Regions from separate parts of the Mus musculus genome. Here region 1 is linked to region 2. Evidence: chromatin contacts called from public Hi-C data. All regions are on one chromosome and are shown on one strand. The core of a region is the stretch at or near the end of the contact, and the rest is flanking DNA. Distances in the headings are between cores, read along the strand shown.

The links. Hi-C and Micro-C count contacts between places; a contact is called where the count stands out from the background.
Region 1: a Hi-C map of the N1E-115 cell line shows a contact between it and region 2, with 7 times the contacts expected there. The contact joins two enhancer-like sites. A contact is called at or near these places in 1 of 15 datasets of contacts at CTCF or cohesin (embryonic stem cells), 4 of 484 Hi-C or Micro-C datasets (the N1E-115 cell line, cortical neurons and embryonic stem cells), 3 of 115 datasets of contacts at active chromatin or transcription factors (bone marrow-derived dendritic cells, embryonic stem cells and pancreatic cancer cells) and 1 of 9 other capture datasets (embryonic stem cells).

What each region holds. Positions count from the first base shown.
Region 1 is chr10:60,883,257-60,887,550 of GRCm38.p6, forward strand. No RefSeq gene overlaps it. Among named protein-coding and RNA genes, the nearest start is that of Gm36750, 3.2 kb to the right of the region's middle. Within about 2 kb of position 2,200, at least 40 of the 459 cell types and tissues checked have an H3K27ac peak or open chromatin away from gene starts, as enhancers often do. A contact at or near this core is called in the N1E-115 cell line, where this site is marked.
Region 2 is chr10:60,768,930-60,773,374 of GRCm38.p6, forward strand. Unc5b (unc-5 netrin receptor B) reads right to left here. Exons shown (of 17, transcript NM_029770.3): 12 at 3,560-3,728; 13 at 3,249-3,482; 14 at 179-328. Among named protein-coding and RNA genes, the nearest start is that of Slc29a3, 18 kb to the left of the region's middle. Within about 2 kb of position 2,157, at least 7 of the 459 cell types and tissues checked have an H3K27ac peak or open chromatin away from gene starts, as enhancers often do. A contact at or near this core is called in the N1E-115 cell line, where this site is marked.

The DNA of each region.
Region 1 (4,294 bases), core at 950-3,449, 110 kb after region 2:
ACTGGTATTTCTGTTCTACCTGAGCTTGAGGCTTTGTAAGAGTCCATGGTTTTGTTTGTCTGTTTGTTGCTTGTTTGCTTTGGTTTTTAGTTTTTCAAGATAGGGTTTCTCTGTGTAACCCTGACTGTCCTGGAATTAGCTCTATAGACTAGGCTGGCCTCGAACTCACAGAGATCTGCCTGCCTCTGCCTTTCAAGTGCTGGGATTAAAGGCGTGTGCCTCTGCTGCTTGGCCTCACCATTCTTTATCTCAAGAGAGGTTCTGCCTGCAGAGTCCACCACCAGACTCAGCAGTCCGATTGCACTTCGCTTTTGACCTGAACAAAGCCTGCCAGAAGTTCCAGGGCTCCTTGGGACCTTCAATTCAGGCCTATTCTTGTCTTCAACATGATTCAAAGTCCTGAGTTCTTCAAACCTAGAGGGAAGTAGAGATCAGTCTGGTCCACTCTGCCTTGGGGCTGGGGTGGTGTGAGCACCAAGAAGCCGGGATTGGAGCCAAGAATGTAGCTCAGTAGAGTGCTTGCCTAGGCTATATGATGCTTTGGGCTTTATTTCCAGTATCATCTAAACCATGCATGGTGGTACATGCCTGTAATACTCGTGATTGGAAGGTGGAAGCAAGATTGGGAATTTAAGGCCATCATCATCCTTGGTTATAAGGGGAGATCAAGGCCAGCCCAGATATGTGAAAACACGTCTCACAAAAGGAACCCAGTGTCCTTTGCTTTGGCCTTGTGGGCGCCTGCTTTTCTTTCATTTGGCCTAGTAGAATGATGTTTTACTTGTTCCGATGCACGGGACATTCACTCGGGCCCATTGGATGGATGGTCTGAGAGGATTCCTCTCCTTGACCTCGAGGGCCCTAATCAAACTTAATAGCTACAGCATAAACCCCATGTACCAGATCTGGCTGCAGCCAAGACTTGAGAGAGCACTCAGTAGGGCAGCCTTCATAGGCCCAGGGGTAGAGAATCCAATGTAAACCTCCTATCATGGTCTTTTGTACTCCTTCTCAGCCTTGGGGTTCCAACCCTGTTCCACCCCCAACCCTCAGAATTTCAAGTAGAACTGTTCTGACATGTAGACAGCCCGTGGCTCATCGTGACGAATGCATGTTCCTCATCAACAGAGCCCTGATCAGCTGCATAACCTCTGCCCCCAAGAATGGCTGGATTGTACCTTTAGGCCTGCCTGGGCTGTTGCCTGTGCCTCAAACTCAGACCTAAGGACTGGGAAGCAGAGGCAGCCACACTGGGCACAAATTTGGGAGCTTTAGGTACTCCTTCAAACTGAGGTCAAAGGCTGTTCCCACGGGAGGGAGGTGGAATGGCAGGCATAGTGTACTGACGGACAGGAGATATGAATGGAGACGGTGAACACAGGGTGAGGAAGGGTGGGTTAACTTTATGTTGCAACATATCTCTTGTCTTGGTTAGAGTTTTGTTGCTATGGAGAGACACCATTACCTTATAAAGGAAAGACATAAAACATTCTTAAAGGCAACTCTTATAAAGGAAAACATTTAATCGGGCCGGCTTACAGTTTCAGAGGTTTAGTTTAGTATCGTCATAGTGGGAATCACGGTAGTATCCAGACATAGTGCTGGAGAAGATGCTGAGAGTTCTACATCTGGATCAGCAGGCAGCGGGAAATGAATGCCACACTGGGCCTGGCTTAAGCGTCTGAAACCTCAAATCCCTCCCCCAAGTGACACACTTCCTCTAACACGGCCACACCTACCTCCAACAAGGCTACACCTACTCCAACTAAGCCACACCTACTCCAACTAAGCCACACCTACTTCAACTAAGCCACACCTACTCCAACAAGGCTACACCTCCTAATAGTGCCACTCTCTCTGGGTCTATGGGAACCATTTTCATTCAAACCACTGCATCCCTACAGACTTACAACTTCTTAGTTCTAGAGGGCAGAGTCTGATGTGTGTCTCTTTGGGGCAAAAATCAAACTGGTACACATCTCAGTTCCTCCCAGATCCCAGAGGAGAGTGTCTCCTTGCCTTTCTCAACAGCTTTCTGAACAGCGGGGCTCATAGTCCCCTCCACAATGTCAAATCTCATGTCACATGTGTGGCTCGCCTCCGTCACATTTCTGACTGTCCTCTCTCAGGAACGTGCTATCCCACTGGGCTTATCCGGCTAATCTGAAACAATCTGTTTATCCAAGATCCCAAACCACATCCGGAAAGTCCCTGTGACCAGGTGATGACATAATGCCAGAGTCTGAGGCGTAGCATGTGAATGTATGTGAGTAGACTATTTTTCTGTCTAGCGGGACCTGTGAAGCAAGGGCTGTCAGGGTGACCAGCTAGGCTGAAGCTGAGGGGAGGGGTGGCCTTGGCTGGATTTGGTTTGGTGGAGAAAAGGCTTGGTTGAGTGCAGAGCGGGTAATAACCCAAGTCTTGAGCCAAGTAGTTCTCTGCCCACCGGACTTGGCACTGTACAAATACCTAAGAAAAACTTGCAGAAAGAACAAAGGTGAGGCAGCCTGGCTGCTGACTGGCAGGCGTGGGGTGGGGCATAGCCTGGCGTGCTGGCTGCTGATTGGCAGGCGTGGGGTGGGGGCGTAGCCTGGAGTCCATAGCTGAGCTCTTCCCTGGGGACCGGGGTGGGGGGTGGGGGCTGGGGGGAGTGTCTCTGCGGGGAGGTGGGCCCTCTCCATGCAGCGTGGGAGTTAAGTCTATCGCTGTCCCCTTGTCACTCTGTCACCCATCTAATGGCCGTCGATAGTACTTGAATGAGAATTGATGGGGAGATAGATTTAATTAACCCCAGTGTCAGCAGCTGCCGGGCTACCGGTTTGTGTGTTAATAGAGCGGCCACCCGGGCTCTCCAGGGCTTTTCTGGGAGTCTGAGGCCAGCGGAGCAATTGTGCTTGTCAGCATAGGTGGATAAATGAAGAGAGGCAGAACAGTGCTCAGCCTGGACTGGCCTCTCTCTCACTCTAAGACCAACCAGTCACCTTGTTGGTCACGATGGGGCCACCTGGCTCAGCTCCTTCATTGGGATGTCTGTGCTGGGCAAGGATGAGGGCTGAGACAAGTACCCTGCTGGCTCCATCAGCATCAGAGGTCCCTGATGCCCCCTATCCTTGGGGGACCTCTGGGTCAGTGCTTGGCCTGAAGGCTCTAGGCACAGCTAGTACTCTTTGTGTTCGGTCCATCCTTCTTCCTTTGTCTTTGCTGTGGGTGGCACCTGTGCTTGGTACCAGACCTTTGAAGATGTCATTATTCTCTCCCCTGCTAGGCTGTATTGTAGCTCTCCTGTGTGCTGGCCTTCCCTTCAGCCGTGCATGGAACTCTGGGGACCTGACCTCTGCACAGCCAGATCCAAAACATGACCTTGGTTAGTGTTAGAACACCGTGCCCTGGGTCTAGTGTTTTTCCCACAACAGATGTACCAGAGGCGGGGCTTTGAAGCCTGTTCCTTGAGTCTGATGCTTTAGAGTACCCCAGAATGAGCATTGACCCCAACACAGACACTTAAGAGTCTATCAACTAACATATCTATGTCTGGGGCTTTTCTTGTCACTGGAGCCCTGGTCCTACTCTTTAGGGTGAGAGCGGCAGGCTTATGATACTCACTGGCTACCTGCTTCTTGGAGGACCTGGGCACGGTGGTGGGGCCTACAAAGACCCGGAGGCAGCTGGGCAGCAGCCAGTGCCTGTCTGGCAGTCTCCTTCCTCACTTCACACCTCTGCTGCCTTTCATTTTCGGCTCTGATTGGTTTTCTTGTTTTAACACATACCCCAGGCCCCGAGTTTGACCCCAGTGATGGATTCATTGCTCTCTAGGACTCCAGCTGCCAAGCTTGCTCGAAGCTGCTGGGGGTGGAAGTGGGGGGAGCAGGGACAGTGGCAGGAATCATCTTGCATGTCCCAGGATCCACTGTGATCTGGTGTTCTTCCCTCTGGGCAGATCATGACAGAGAGAGAGAGACAGAGAGACAAAGACAGAGAGAGAGACAGAGACAGAGACAGAGAGAAGCTTGGGTATGAAAGGACCCAGTTGGGGACTGTGGAGAGGTTATCAGAGAAAATGGCTAGTCTCCTTCTTTGGGCATCGGATCCCCTTCAGAGTATGAGAGAACAGGAGCTGTGGATGGTCCATCGTTCAGCAATGTGATGTTTGCAACCTTTAATGAAGGGGACATTGATTTCCCATCATGTCCCTGGAAGCGGCCACTGCAGAAATCTTCCTGTTGCTGCATGTACCCCAAGAGAATGGGCAGAGAACTTAGCATGAAGTGGCTTGCTCTGCTAAATTTTGGAAGGG
Region 2 (4,445 bases), core at 907-3,406:
GTGTGGCTGTTCATGGATTAGAATTTAAGCTTGGGCCTGAAGATTGCTGGGAACACGGAGAATGGTAAAGTGGGAACACAGGGCAGGGTTAGGAGACTTGGAAAGCAGGGCTTCACTACAAAGGATGGAGCAGTGGTCCCCCCCTCCCCCGCTGCCCCTCCCCAGACCCAGGGCTCACCTGGTACTTGGCCAGTAGTTTGCTCCTCCAGTGGGCATGGGGGATGTCATGGAGGGAGAGGCGTAGGTTGTGGTAACTGTCCTTAAAGAGCAAAGGCTTGGGCTCCTCCACCAAGTAGCCACCCAGAGTCCTCTCCAGCTCCAGGACCTCCTGTAGGTGGGGCAGACGGAAGGACTTGTTACCCTTGGCATATGGCTCTTTTATATTTTTTTTTTTTAAGATTTTTTATTTATTTTATGTGTGAGTACATTGTTGCTGTCTTCAGACATGACATCAGATCCCATTACAGATGGTTGTGAGCCACCATGTGGTTGCTGGGGATTGAACTCAGGGCCTCTGGAAGAGCAGTCAGTGCTCTTAACCGCTGAGCCATCTCTCCAGCCCCTCTTTTATATTTCAAGTTGCTGGTCTGGGGCCAGACCCGTCTGATCCAGCTAAGAAGGTGTTTCCGATGAATGGCTGGACAGATACACCAATGGATGAATGGGAAAGCTGTGGCTAGGTGGATAGCTAGACAGACAGACAGACTGACCAATAACATGGAAAGCTAAAAGACAGATTAATAGGGAAGTGGATGGATAGATGGATGGATGGGATTCATGAATGGATTTCTGGTGGCTGGATAAATGAATTGATGGGATGGCTAAGTAGATAGACAATAAACTGGATGGATGACACATGGGCGGACAGGGGGATAGGTAGATACACAGAGAACATATGTGTGGGTAACAAGAACTTGGAAGGAGAATTAGATAGATGGGTTAGATGTATAGAAGGATACTGACAGGGGTCTGCTGGAAGGATGGAGAACACAAAGATGATGGATGGATGGATGGATGGATGGATGGATGGATAGATGGATGTTGGATGGAGGATGGATGGATGGATGGATGGGTGGGTGGGTAGGTGGATGGATGGATGAATGGATAGATGGGTGGATAATGGATGAATGGGTAGATGGATCGATGGATGAATGATAGTATTGTGAATATGGTTTATTGCTTGTATTATGTTAACTGGGTTCCCAAAATTAAATGGGAATTCACACACCTACAGGTAGGATGCTGAGGGTCCCTGGTCCCAGTTGGCTTTGATTGATATAATGGCTGGGCAGTGAGACAGAAGCAGGACTTTAGGATTCCTGGCCAAGAGGCACAGGAGAGAGAGAAAAAGGCAGAACCCCATGCTGGGGAAGCAGAAGGATCAGGCGTGAGAAATAAGACAGAGAGACAGCCAGCATGTGAGAGTCGGGGATCAAAACCCAGGTGGGCGATAGGTCTGCACCTGGGAAGGCCAAGATGGGACACAGGTTTTAGAAAGTAGTAATTCAGGAATATCAGAGGGGTAAGTGGGTTAGCCGCTGGGAGGTCTGGAAGTGCCCAGCCATTGAGCTGTTTAAGGCATATTAGATATAAGGCTGTGTGTGTGTGTGTGTGTGTGCGCGCACGTGCCTTCCATTCAAGAATCCAGATCATTGGGGTGAGTTCCTCACTATCTGCCCGGGAGATTAGAGAGGATTAGCCAACTACTGTAACATGATGGATGGATGATGGATGGCTAGATCATTGGATGGATGTGTGGGTAAGCATAAACAGATAGATACACAAATGACAGGTATATGAATAGAAGGTCATTTGAAGGAAAGACATACGAGCGAAGAGAATGGCTGAGTGAACAACTGGCTGTTTACTGTGCAAGTGTATTACTTATTACCACAATGAGTGAAAAGGTAGAGGGCAGATGGACGGGTGAATAGACAGGGCTTGAACAATTAAAAGAACGCAACTGAGCCAGAATGTGGTGACTTCCCTGTTGATCTTCACACCACCCTCTGGCTCAGATGGACAGCAGCCAATACCAGTGCCACAAGATCCTTCTGGAAAAAATTCCCAGCCGTGACCACCCCCCTTTTGGAGGCCTCCTGGAATGTCAGGGTAATACAGCCCCACAGAGGACGCCCTTCTCCCACAGGGCCTTTTCATCTGGGTTGCATCAGTCCCCAGCACGCAGCCTGAGAAAGTCACATGAGACTCAAGAGACAGAGTGACTGGGAGAGACCACAACTCAGAGCTGGAAAGAGGCACTGGTTTGCCAGAGAGAGCCATGAGGCTTCTGAGAGGGCTGGAAGAAAGATGGAGAAGAGAGCCAAGTCTATATCCTCCCTTTCACGCTAGGATGAGACCGGGGACCTGGGAATGGGACAGAGTTGGGGAAGGAAGGGGCACGGGCTTTGAGGCATGTATGACAGACAGGTGGGACGCCCACTTGGGCTCCACATCAGCCAGTGTTAGCCCCCTTCCTCTCTGCCCATCCTTTCCCTCACTTCCGGTCTCCACTGCCTTTTCTTCTGTGTCTGCTAGAAGCTCAGGTTTTCCTAGCTCATCCCATCAGTTCCTGGTCTGTCCATCTCACTGACCACCCACAAGGCCCAGTCTCATCTCCTGGCCATTGCTACTGCCTGCTATGTGGGGCATACCCCCAGCTTCCCAACTTGCCTCTGCCTCTTGTTCACCAATGTTCCTGTTATACACACACACACACACACACACACACACACACACCCCATAGCTATAGGGAATTCTACAAAGTACCTGTGAACAGGTGTCTGCCATAGCTGGGCCCCTCACCACTGGTCGGCATCCTGATTGCTAGGCATGACCTGAGCTTGCTAACAAGCTACTATCTCTCCAGCCCCCCCCCCCACTCTTACAGGACTACTCGTACACACATCCTACTCTGCTCACGACGCTGAGCCGCACACCTGTCTCGGCAGAAGGTCGCTCTGTTGGTCTGAAATGCCCTTCCTCTTTTCTACCCAGAGTGACAACTTGTCACCCAGGGCTTAGGCCTGAAGTCCGCTCTCTCAGACTTCTCAAAGAGATTCCCCTGCTTGTCTCCCACCTCCTGCCCAGTCCTAGGAGCTGCGGCCTCCATGCCTGCCTGAGGGTCCATTGCTGTTCTGAGGCTGGTGCCAGAAAGAAGCCTGTAGGGACCACGCATCTGGGGAGGGTTCTAACAACCAATTGATTGGCTGTGCTGATGCCCCTGCCGTGCCCTGACAAGCCCCTACCTTCAGTGCTACAGGTGTGTCCTCCAGACAGTAGACCCTGAGGCTATACTCCAGGGAGGTGCAGAGGGCTGGGGCGAAGATGGCCAGCTGGAGCCGCTTGACTGCAGAGCGAGAGTAGGACTCGCCCATGAATACGTAGGTACCCAGCTGGTCCAGCAGGATGTGGCAGGACTTAGCCTCCAGCTGGCAGTAGCAGGGTGTGTTGAGGGTCTCCTCATCCAAGGTCACCACCTCCTATGGGGGACGAAGAGGACGTTGTCACCTGGGCTGGGATCATGCCGTTTTGAGAGTCACCACACCCGGCTTCTCACCTCCCAGTGGCCCTGATGGGCCTGGGTCTTGAGCTGAAAGATCCAGTCTCCAGCGATGACTTCAGCACAGTGGGGCACGGTGAGGACGACAGGGCGGCACAGGAGTAGGCCTGTGGGCCCACAGGTCACCGAGGGGCTCAATACTGTCTGGGAACCTTCTGAAAGTGGGCTGAGGGGGAGGGCAGAGGGAGGCAGGAGACAAAAGCCAGAAGAAGTCATTCATCAGGGATACTCGACTCTTGTGGAGCCCCCAACTCCACCCAGGGCCCGTGCCAAGGCAAGTCACTGCCCTTTGCTGACTGGGACGAGATCTCACAGGGGCAGGAAGGAAGAAACAGCATAAATGGCATAAACAAAGTTCTAGATTTTTGCTGTCACAGCCAAAGCTTTGCACAGCCTCAAGGTCTGAGGCTTTATAGAACATTGTCTTTTCTTTTCTTTCTTTAAAACAAAACAGCAGAACAAAACAAATTGAGGCTTGGCTTAGCGGCGCACGCCTTTAATCTTAGCACTTGGAGAGGCAGAGGCAGGCAGATCTCTGAGTTGGAGGCCAGCCTGGTCTACAGAGTGAGTTCCAGGACTGGCCAGAACTAAAGTGAGACCTCCATCTTGAAAAAAAACAACAATAAAACCATTTGGTGTGTGTGTGTGTGTGTGTGTGTGTGTGTGTGTGTGTGTGTGTGTGTGCACATGTGAATTACTTGTTCACGCCCATGTTCAAACTGAGATGGTCAGTCTTTCTCTGACTGGATGTGAGGTCACCGAGGAGATGCACCCCTGATGTGCCTGTCTGTGAGGATGCTCCCAGAGAGATTGAAGTAGGAGGGAAGATCCACTCTATTATGTATGTGAACCCACATAACTTGTGGACTGAATGAAAAAGAAA